3 separate regions of the Mus musculus genome follow, and all the other regions are linked to region 2. The links are chromatin contacts, called in public HiCAR-type and HiChIP or PLAC-seq maps. All regions are on one chromosome and are shown on one strand. Each heading gives the region's core, a stretch centred on a gene start, on an enhancer-like site or on the middle of the called end of the contact. The rest is flanking DNA. Distances are from core to core; before and after follow the strand shown. Region 1 holds the start of Slain1 (SLAIN motif family, member 1). Region 2 holds the start of Spry2 (sprouty RTK signaling antagonist 2). Region 3 holds the start of Cln5 (ceroid-lipofuscinosis, neuronal 5).

What was found. HiCAR-type assays count read pairs that join an accessible place to other places. HiChIP or PLAC-seq counts read pairs in DNA pulled down with a chosen protein or histone mark.
Region 1: an H3K4me3 HiChIP or PLAC-seq map of pro-B cells shows a contact between it and region 2, with 6 times the contacts expected there. The contact joins the promoter of Slain1 here to the promoter of Spry2 in region 2.
Region 3: a HiCAR-type map of astrocytes shows a contact between it and region 2, with 3 times the contacts expected there. The contact joins the promoter of Cln5 here to the promoter of Spry2 in region 2. A contact is called at or near these places in 1 of 484 Hi-C or Micro-C datasets (rod photoreceptor) and 1 of 115 datasets of contacts at active chromatin or transcription factors (astrocytes).

The regions. Positions count from the first base shown.
Region 1 is chr14:103,648,830-103,651,529 of GRCm38.p6, forward strand. It overlaps Slain1 (SLAIN motif family, member 1), which reads left to right and starts at 1,399. Exons shown (of 7, transcript NM_198014.3): 1 at 1,399-2,079. The coding sequence starts at 1,526.
Region 2 is chr14:105,895,533-105,898,232 of GRCm38.p6, forward strand. Spry2 (sprouty RTK signaling antagonist 2) reads right to left here and starts at 1,287. Exons shown (of 2, transcript NM_011897.3): 1 at 1,056-1,287.
Region 3 is chr14:103,068,953-103,071,652 of GRCm38.p6, forward strand. It overlaps Cln5 (ceroid-lipofuscinosis, neuronal 5), which reads left to right and starts at 1,264. Exons shown (of 4, transcript NM_001033242.1): 1 at 1,264-1,515; 2 at 2,682-2,700. The coding sequence starts at 1,394.

The DNA of each region.
Region 1 (2,700 bases), core at 149-2,648, 2.2 Mb before region 2:
AGGTGGTGGGAGATACAGGTGGTTGGGGTCAGATGGCCAGCGGGGCTCTGTGTGGAAGGTAACTTCAGGGAAGTTAGCATACACTAACTTCCAGAAGCTCTCTCCAGCCGAGTTAAATTCAGGACACCCACCTTTGCACATACACCCAAGTTTAGAGCTGTAGCTTGCCAAGTGAGAAGACACAAGTGTTTCTGAGCAGCAAGGCACAGGATCAAATTTTAAAAGATTAGAGGCAACATCCTAGCGCTGCCACAGAGATGTGCGGTATGTTTTCATTGACGTCATGTGTACAGTGCCTGAGCGAGGCCCTTCACAAGCTAGTACACCGTCTGAGGATGAAAATCAGCGGTGTGGATTGTTCTCGCACTATAACGGCAGGCTTTCCTTTGTGTTAAACCCACAAAATGCTAAGTCAACATTAACTGAACAAAACGATCGGTTCATCTGCGTAAAAGCATTTTTGTTGAAAAAATAAAAAGCATGGTTTCCAAGAATCCCCCCCCCCAAAAAAAAAAAAAAAACCAAACAAGCAAACCAACAAACAACAAAAAAGCAGGGAATGTTATACCTTTCCTCTTTTCGCTCAGGCACGTGTGACTTTAATAGTGTAAATGATTTAACAGATGGTGCACAATTTTGCTTGTATTTGCAATCACTGATGCCTGTTGTTCACTTGCTCAAAAAGCCAGCGTTTAGAACACAGTGGAGCATGCAGGAGATGCTCAAAGATCTTTTGTCTAATATAAAAGAGCATGAAAACCCAACTCTCCTTTCATGGTGAAAGACTGGTGGGGATAGTTCATATATGGCTATTTTAGATAGACTGAAGTGAACGCCTGACTCTTCAGCAGCTGGCCATCCTCCCTCATAGAGACTGGGATTTCTCACTTTCCCTCCTTATTCTCTCCTATCCCACCATTTTGTTTCTGTGCTACTTAATACTACCCTTAGCCGCATCTTTTCAAACAGACCCAAAGCATCTGTTGTTGCTTTTTTGGGGGGGGGGTGAGCATCATGTTCCCCAGACCTTTTTTCACGAGGTTTCATTAGCAGGTGGCAATACCCTGAAGTCTAAAAGTGCTCTTGTAAGAGGGCTAGCCATTGGCCCTGGGTACGTTTTTCCCCTGCCACAGACACCTGCTACTTCTTTAGATCCCGCCCCTGGCTGTAGTCCTAGAAGTGGGGTTCTCTCGCCCAAAGCGGAAGAAGTGCGAGCGGCGGGAAGTTCAGGCCAGGTCCAATCAGGCACCTGAGGTTAGGTGGTGTGGGTGCAGACGGATGCCCAGGGAGGGTCCCCGCCGCAGGTCCCGCCCCCACGACACATCCATCACCAGAAGCTCCGCCCCTCGCGCCCCGCCCCGTCCCGGGGCCTCGGCTAAAACCCGGAGCCGCTAGAGCAGAGCACGGTGCAGAGCTGCGCGGCTGCTTCTTCCTCGGCCGGAGGCTGGGCCCTGGTGCTGATGCTGGTAGGCTGCGCGAGCTGGGCCCGCGTAGCCTCCTCGCCGCGGCGCTCGGGGCTCCCGCGATGATGGCGGAGCAGGTGAAATGCGCCTCGCCGGTGGCGGCCTCCGGCGCCGGCCCGGGGCCGGTGGTGAACGCCGAGCTGGAGGTGAAGAAGCTGCAGGAGCTGGTGCGCAAGCTGGAGAAGCAGAACGAGCAGCTGCGCAGCCGGGCGGCCAGTGCGGCCGCCGCCCCGCACCTGCTGCTGCTGCAGCCGCCGCCGCCCTCCGCCCCGCCGCCAGCCGGGGCCTGCAGCCCGCTCGCCACGCACAGGGCCCCGGCCAGCACGACCTCCCCGGGCCCGGGGGCGCTGGGCCCCGCGTTCCCGGGCACCTACTGCTTGCCCAGCCCCGCGCCCTCCCTGCTCTGCAGCCTGCAGCCGGCTGACGCGCCCTTCGTCTACTCCAAGCCGGCGGCGGGCTTCTTCGGCGGAGGTGGCAGCCCGGAACCGGGGACCGCAGGGACCCCGCCGGGGGAAGCCGCCACGCCGCCGTTGCCGCCTCCAACGCTGCTGGACGAGGTGGAGCCGCTGGACCTGGAGAGCTTGGCCGCCTGGAGCGAGGAGGACGACTACACCTGGTATAGCCGAGCTCCGCCGCCCCCTCCCCCCGGAGTTGGGAGGCCCAGCACGCGGGGGCGGGGCGTGGGAGGCAGGGGACCCAGAGGCCTAGCAGGTGCCAAGCCCTGAGCAGAAGCTTTGCATGGAGGCAGAAACCTGTTTTAGCATTGTGCCTATTGGTCCGACTGGGGACTGCCATCTGCCCCGTGCTTTGCTCTTTGCTGATTACGGGGTCCCAAGCGCCTCGTTAGCCTTAAATGCACAACTCATGTCATCTTGTCGCTCAGCCCTGCTCTCTTCTCTCTCTCTCTCTCTCTGTGTGTGTGTGTGTGTGTGTGTGTGTGTGTGTGTGTGTGGTGAAGGTGCTTGTCTTCTGCTCTCCTCCACTGCTTACCGTTCTTTCCTTACAAACGAACGCTGCACAGGATTGGTGTGCAGCCCCCCTTTGGTCACATCGGAAGCCGCCTAGTGATGAGCCTCTTCTCAGACATCTGCTATTGCAGTTGAGTTGTGTAGTTATATATGCCATCTCTCTGTATTTTCATAGATAACCTTTCAGATACCGATTTGATTATTAAAGGTGTGCCATCCTGGTACGTCAGAGGCAAAGGTTTTTTTAAGGACTGGAGGGGGCAGATGGA
Region 2 (2,700 bases), core at 37-2,536:
AGGACCTGCTTGCTGTGCAAAGTAGCATCTTTTGGAAGAAAAAAAAAAGTTGATTTCTACAGATCCCTGGCCGCCTCCAATGCAGCCCCCCCCCCTTCTGCGCTCTCCCAGTTCCTCTCCCTCCCCCTTTGAGTGCTTTGAAACCCCCATTAAGAACAGTGTGTGATCAGACTAAGGATTAGGGGGAAAGGACTTCAGCACTAGGGTGGGGCAAACCGACACAGAAACCCCTTTGTAAAAAAGGCGTTAAGACTCCAAATCTTAAAAACAGTAACACAAAAGAGGGAAGGGGGGAAAAAACTAGCCTTTTTTATTTTGCCACCTACTTTCAGGTAATGGAAAACGATCGCGACCACTTGATATCTCTTCCTGTGCTAAGTCAGCCTCAGTGTCCAAATATATTAAAAAAAAAAAAAAAAGCGTGACCTAGGCCGACCACGAAGAACGGAAAAAAAGAGAAAGCTGCACTTCCGAACCGCAGAGACGCGGCGCCAGGCTGGGCGACGCTCCCACCCGCACCGGGCTAGACTGTCCACACCCGGCAGAGGCGGGGACTCCCTCCGCCTGGCACTCTCGCCTCCGCTCGCCTGCCGGGTCTCCTGGCCCGGTGAGGTGGAGAGGTGAGAAGCCCAGTACCGCAGCCCCACAGGCGCCTCCGCCTCAGGATGGCTCTTCTACAACTTAGCCTTCAAACGAATGGAGGAACAGGTTAGCAATGCCAGAGCCTGCAACAGCGACCTAGAAAACACTTTGTGTTTTCCCTCCCTTAAAGCTCTCGGCGACTGAATCGTCGCCAATGCAGGGATAGGAGTAGAACGCAGTGAAGCGGTCCTCCGCCCCAAACCCCTTACGAGTGAGCTGTCGTGGGACGGGGGATACTGCATAGGCGTACCCTGTAGCCCGGCCATGGCCGAACCCCTGTTCTAGGCGAAGGAGATCCGCGGGGTAGTTCCCTAATGCTCCCGAGAAGCAAGCTGGTTTAGTGGAGAGAGGAACCCGGACCCCACTCCCGGCCGGCTATGGTTCCAGAAGGGGAAAAGCCAAACGCTCCTCACCGTGATCGCGGCTTTGCACCAACCCCTCTCCCTTGAATCCTCTTCTTCCAGCGATGTGCAAATAAATCCAGTCCTGATGCAAACTTTTTCCTTCTTTCCAAACTCTGCTTCAGTCCAACTTCCAAGCAATCGGTGGATTAAAACCACGGGGAAATTTTGGAACCCAGTCCTCCACCGTTGGAACCCTCCCGGATTCCGGGATAGATGACCTCCCTTCCAGAAGCGCACGCGGAGTATTTCCTTTTTCCCCCCTTCTCTCTCTCCTTTTTTTTTTTTTCTCAATGAACAAGAGGCCGAAGCGGCAACGTTGGCGAGTCTCTTTTTTTCCTGGTCGATGAGAGAAAGCGAGGCGAGCACGGCCTTACAAAGAACCTAAGGCCAGCTCGCCAAGACCCGGGGGCCCGGGGCTGCTCCCAAGTGGAGGCAGGCGCGGGGCCGAGGGCCGGGCCGGGCGCGCGCGGGGGCCTGGGCGCTGCGCGCTCCGCCGGCCCCTCTCCTCCGCTGGCGCTGCGGCGCGCAGCTCTCGCTCGTGCAGACTGGGCGTTGCGGAGGCGCGGCGGCGAAGCCGAGGCGGGGGTGGGGGTGCGGAGGGGGTGGAGGCGGCGGGGGAGGAGGGTCTGGGGCCCGGCCGGGGATGGGGGGGGGGGGTACGGGGGGGGAGGGCGCCGCTGGCCTGCGCCCTCGCCTTTCCGGAGGAGGCAGGGAGCTCTGCAGCGGCCGCGGCAGCAGTAAATGGCGTCATGTGGATCCGAGGCGGAACAGAGCAGTTGTTGTCCCAGAGGATATATCGCATCCGGTCCCAGCTCATTGGCTCCGCGGGGCTACATTCACTCGCGCTCCAGCGCCCGCCAGCGCTCCGAGCCGCAGGAGGCATTCAAAAGGGCAACCGCGCCGCCCCGCGCGTCCCCAGCCGCTCCTGCAGCCCCGGCGCCGTCACGCGGGGCCGCGCGGGCCGCCGCGGGGTCAGTTTATCTAGTTTCAAGGAAACACTGACCTTAAAGGGTCCCCCCCCCCATAGCCCCCACCCAGAGGCTACCATACCAGCCCGAGGCTGGCCTCGCTTGGGGAACTTTCTCCCCCTCGCCGCCGGGAGGGGAGAAGGAAGAACGTTGCAAACTAACCCGGCCGCCCGGTGCTAGCGAGAAAAGCGAGTCGCAGCTTTTTAGATTCGATTCGGAATCTCCATTTCGATCCTACCTCTTCTCTCCTGTCTTCCCCCCCACCCCGCCCCGCTCCACCGCACCCCTCCCCCACCGATGCCCAGGGGGCGAAGAGGGTGGGGGAACAGGAGGGGGAGGGAAAGGGGAGCGGGAAGTGAGGTGGGAGGGCTATTGGTTTATTCTTTGTCTACTGGATTAACCCGATTATACACCGGGCACCAGCACAGCCCGCCTCCCCCACCTCCCGAGCCTTGTACGGGAGGAACGGAATGTAGATTCGGGTTTCAAGTCCCTTCTGCTCTGGCTGGGATTGGCTTTGGATTGTGTGTGGACTTGTAGTTTGTTAGAATTTCCTTTTTAAGAGGGATTATCTATAGATGGAGGCCTTTTGAAGATTTTTTTTTTTTGGTACTGTTTTGCTCGATGCAAAAACCTTTTAAATTAATTCTGTAATACCCACGCGATTACTCAGGGCGACATCATGG
Region 3 (2,700 bases), core at 14-2,513, 2.8 Mb before region 2:
AAGCACCTATAAAGCAGGTGAGTATATCTAAGGCCTACAAACCTAGTTAAAATATCATTACTCTTTCATTAAAATGTGGTTAGAAAATTGGTGTGTCCGAAGCAAAAAAGCATGTCGTGTTTGACAGAACCTTTAGCAACCTGGAAACCCTTCTCAGAATAGTGATTTATTTAGTTCACAGAGTTATAAATAAGAAAGCAAAGATGAGCTTGAACTTAACACGTTTGCCTGGCTAGTTATCATCCTGAAGTCAAAAAGAGAAAGCCAGCCATCACCTGCTAGGACACGTTAAAGTATCATGATGACACCCTGTTTTTTTCATTCCCTGAGAAACTTTGTCTCCTAAAATTTACAGACTTAATTTTTTTTTTTTTCCTTTTGGAAAATACATCAGCAAGGACGAAACAGCTAGAACCTTTGGCAGAGGAATCTCTGAGAATATCAGCCTCACACTACAACCCAGATAGGTCCAAAACTTTTGATAAAGGGTTTCTGGATCTGACATTTCTATCTCTTCTTGAGCTTCAGAGTTGGCAAGCAAAAAGGATCCCGTGTTCGCTTTGTAGTTCAGACCTCATGCAGCTCCTATGTGCATACACATAGTGGGTTTGCTAGGAGATCTCCAAAATACTGCCTGTTCCAGTCTCATCTCCAGCGTACGTGAGTGATCTTGGTTGCCATCACTCAGTGCAGTGGCCTGAACAGCCTGATTCCGTATGGCGTGATGCTCTTAGCAATCTTACACTTACTGGACAAAGGAGGACCGGAGGATAAATGGATTAAACCTAGCTCTATTGGTCGGTCTTAAGCTTTGAAGAGTCACGGATAATACTAAGTGTGGCAGAGGACAGAACCGGAGCAGAGCAGTCCAAGTCTGGTGATGCCGATGGCAGCACGGAAAGCATATTGTCATTGCTGATCTTTGCAACATTCTCAGAGAGGCCAGGAGAGGGCAATCATTTCCTGTAATGTCCTCATTTTTTAATTCCGCTGAGCACCCAGTGTCTCCAAGCAGAAGATTTGTGTTGGAGACTGGCCTGGGCCATGTGGGTCAAGAAAGTTCATAAGTGTTTTATTGTTGTTACGGTTTGGCTGGTGATGGCTGCGGGGAGGGCAGAAAGCACCTTTGCGCTAGAGGCATAGCACACATCCACCAGGCTGGAGTGAGTTTTGCAGTACCAGTCTCACCCTTCCGGGAGGACAGGGCTTTTTAGCGTCCAGCGCACGCGCGCTGGAACAGAGGCGCCCCGCCCCGGCCGGGACAGGGGAGGCGTCACGCGCCCGGAGGTCACACGGCCAAGCCGGCGCTGGTGCTTGGCTGGCTCCTCGCGGCGGCGCGCACGCAAGGCCGACGCCGGGGCCCCGGAGCCTCCGGGATCTCAGGGAGCCGCGGATGCTGCGCGGGGGGCCATGTGGAGCGCACTGGCGCCCGGCGCTCGCGCTGGCGCTGCTCGGGCTGGCGACGATTCTGGGCGCGTCCCCGACGTCTGGGCAACGCTGGCCGGTGCCCTACAAGTGAGTGAGACGGAGCGGGGCGGGGAGGGGACTTGGAGAGGGCGGATCCGATACCTTAGCGCGCCCGGGGACGCAGGGCACAGGGCGGGCGACACTAAGAGCATAGTTCCTAAATAGTTGGCAACTCGGGGATCCTCACCGGTTCTGGGCAGTTCAGAGTCCTGGGAGGAATGGAGAGTGACATCACTGCACGGAGTGACTTTTAGGTGCTACTGACTTGGAGAGCAGGTTAAAATGTTTTAAACACTGCAATTATTTCATGCCTTATCGTTAGCTGCCATTGCATAACATTTGGGGAGAATTTACAGGGAGCCTGCTTGCTCCCCTGTGTCCTTACTGAGCTAAATGGGGAATTTAGCTGACTGACCCGGGGAATTTCCTCCCTAGGCTAGTCAGGATCACCTTGTTGGTCCACTTCAACCTGGAGGGTAGGTAGGGCTCCGGACCTGAGGAGGTGATCGCAGTCTTTGACTTAGCTAAGTTTTGACAGCCTGTGGGGAATTGCGAAACAAGAAGCGCTCGGTCTTCGGGGTTGCGGGGGACAGGGGTGGGTGGAGTGGTGGCTGGCGTGGGCATAGTGAAGTGGAAAGAGATGCAGCTTTTGAAAGCATATGTTTTGCATAACAGAATGAGGGGCGGGGGGGTTCATGGCATGATGCATGTTCCTCTAAGGAGTTCTTAGTTCTGAAGGCTGCAGACCAAATCTGGTCCCATTTGCTCATCCTCTGTGCGGTCTTAGGGAATTTAACTCAGAATCTTCATGCTCACATACCCTGGACAGAAAACAGGAAATGATAGTAGCCCTCGCATTTCTGGTGAAAACCAGCAGTTGCCAAACTTAAATATTCATGTGTTCTGTTCATGAATTGGTTCTTCTAAATATATATGAGAGAAAAAAAAGTTTAGGGTTGAGGTTGGTTTTCATGAAAATATTCACAAGAAAAAAAAAACCTTAAATACCCAATAAAACAAGAAAGAGATTGTAAATCTCAAAGTATTTTATCTAATACCAGGAGACGGAGGCTGACTGGTCTTTTGACTCTAAAGAAGCCCCGATTGACATTCCCACCTGACAACTGGTATATAGCTGTAAGTTAGATCAGGTTTTGTCCCCGTGTTAAGATTGTTAGAAGAGCAATTCTGAGGATGGTTCTCTTTCTCACCAGGCGCTTCTCTTTCCGTCCG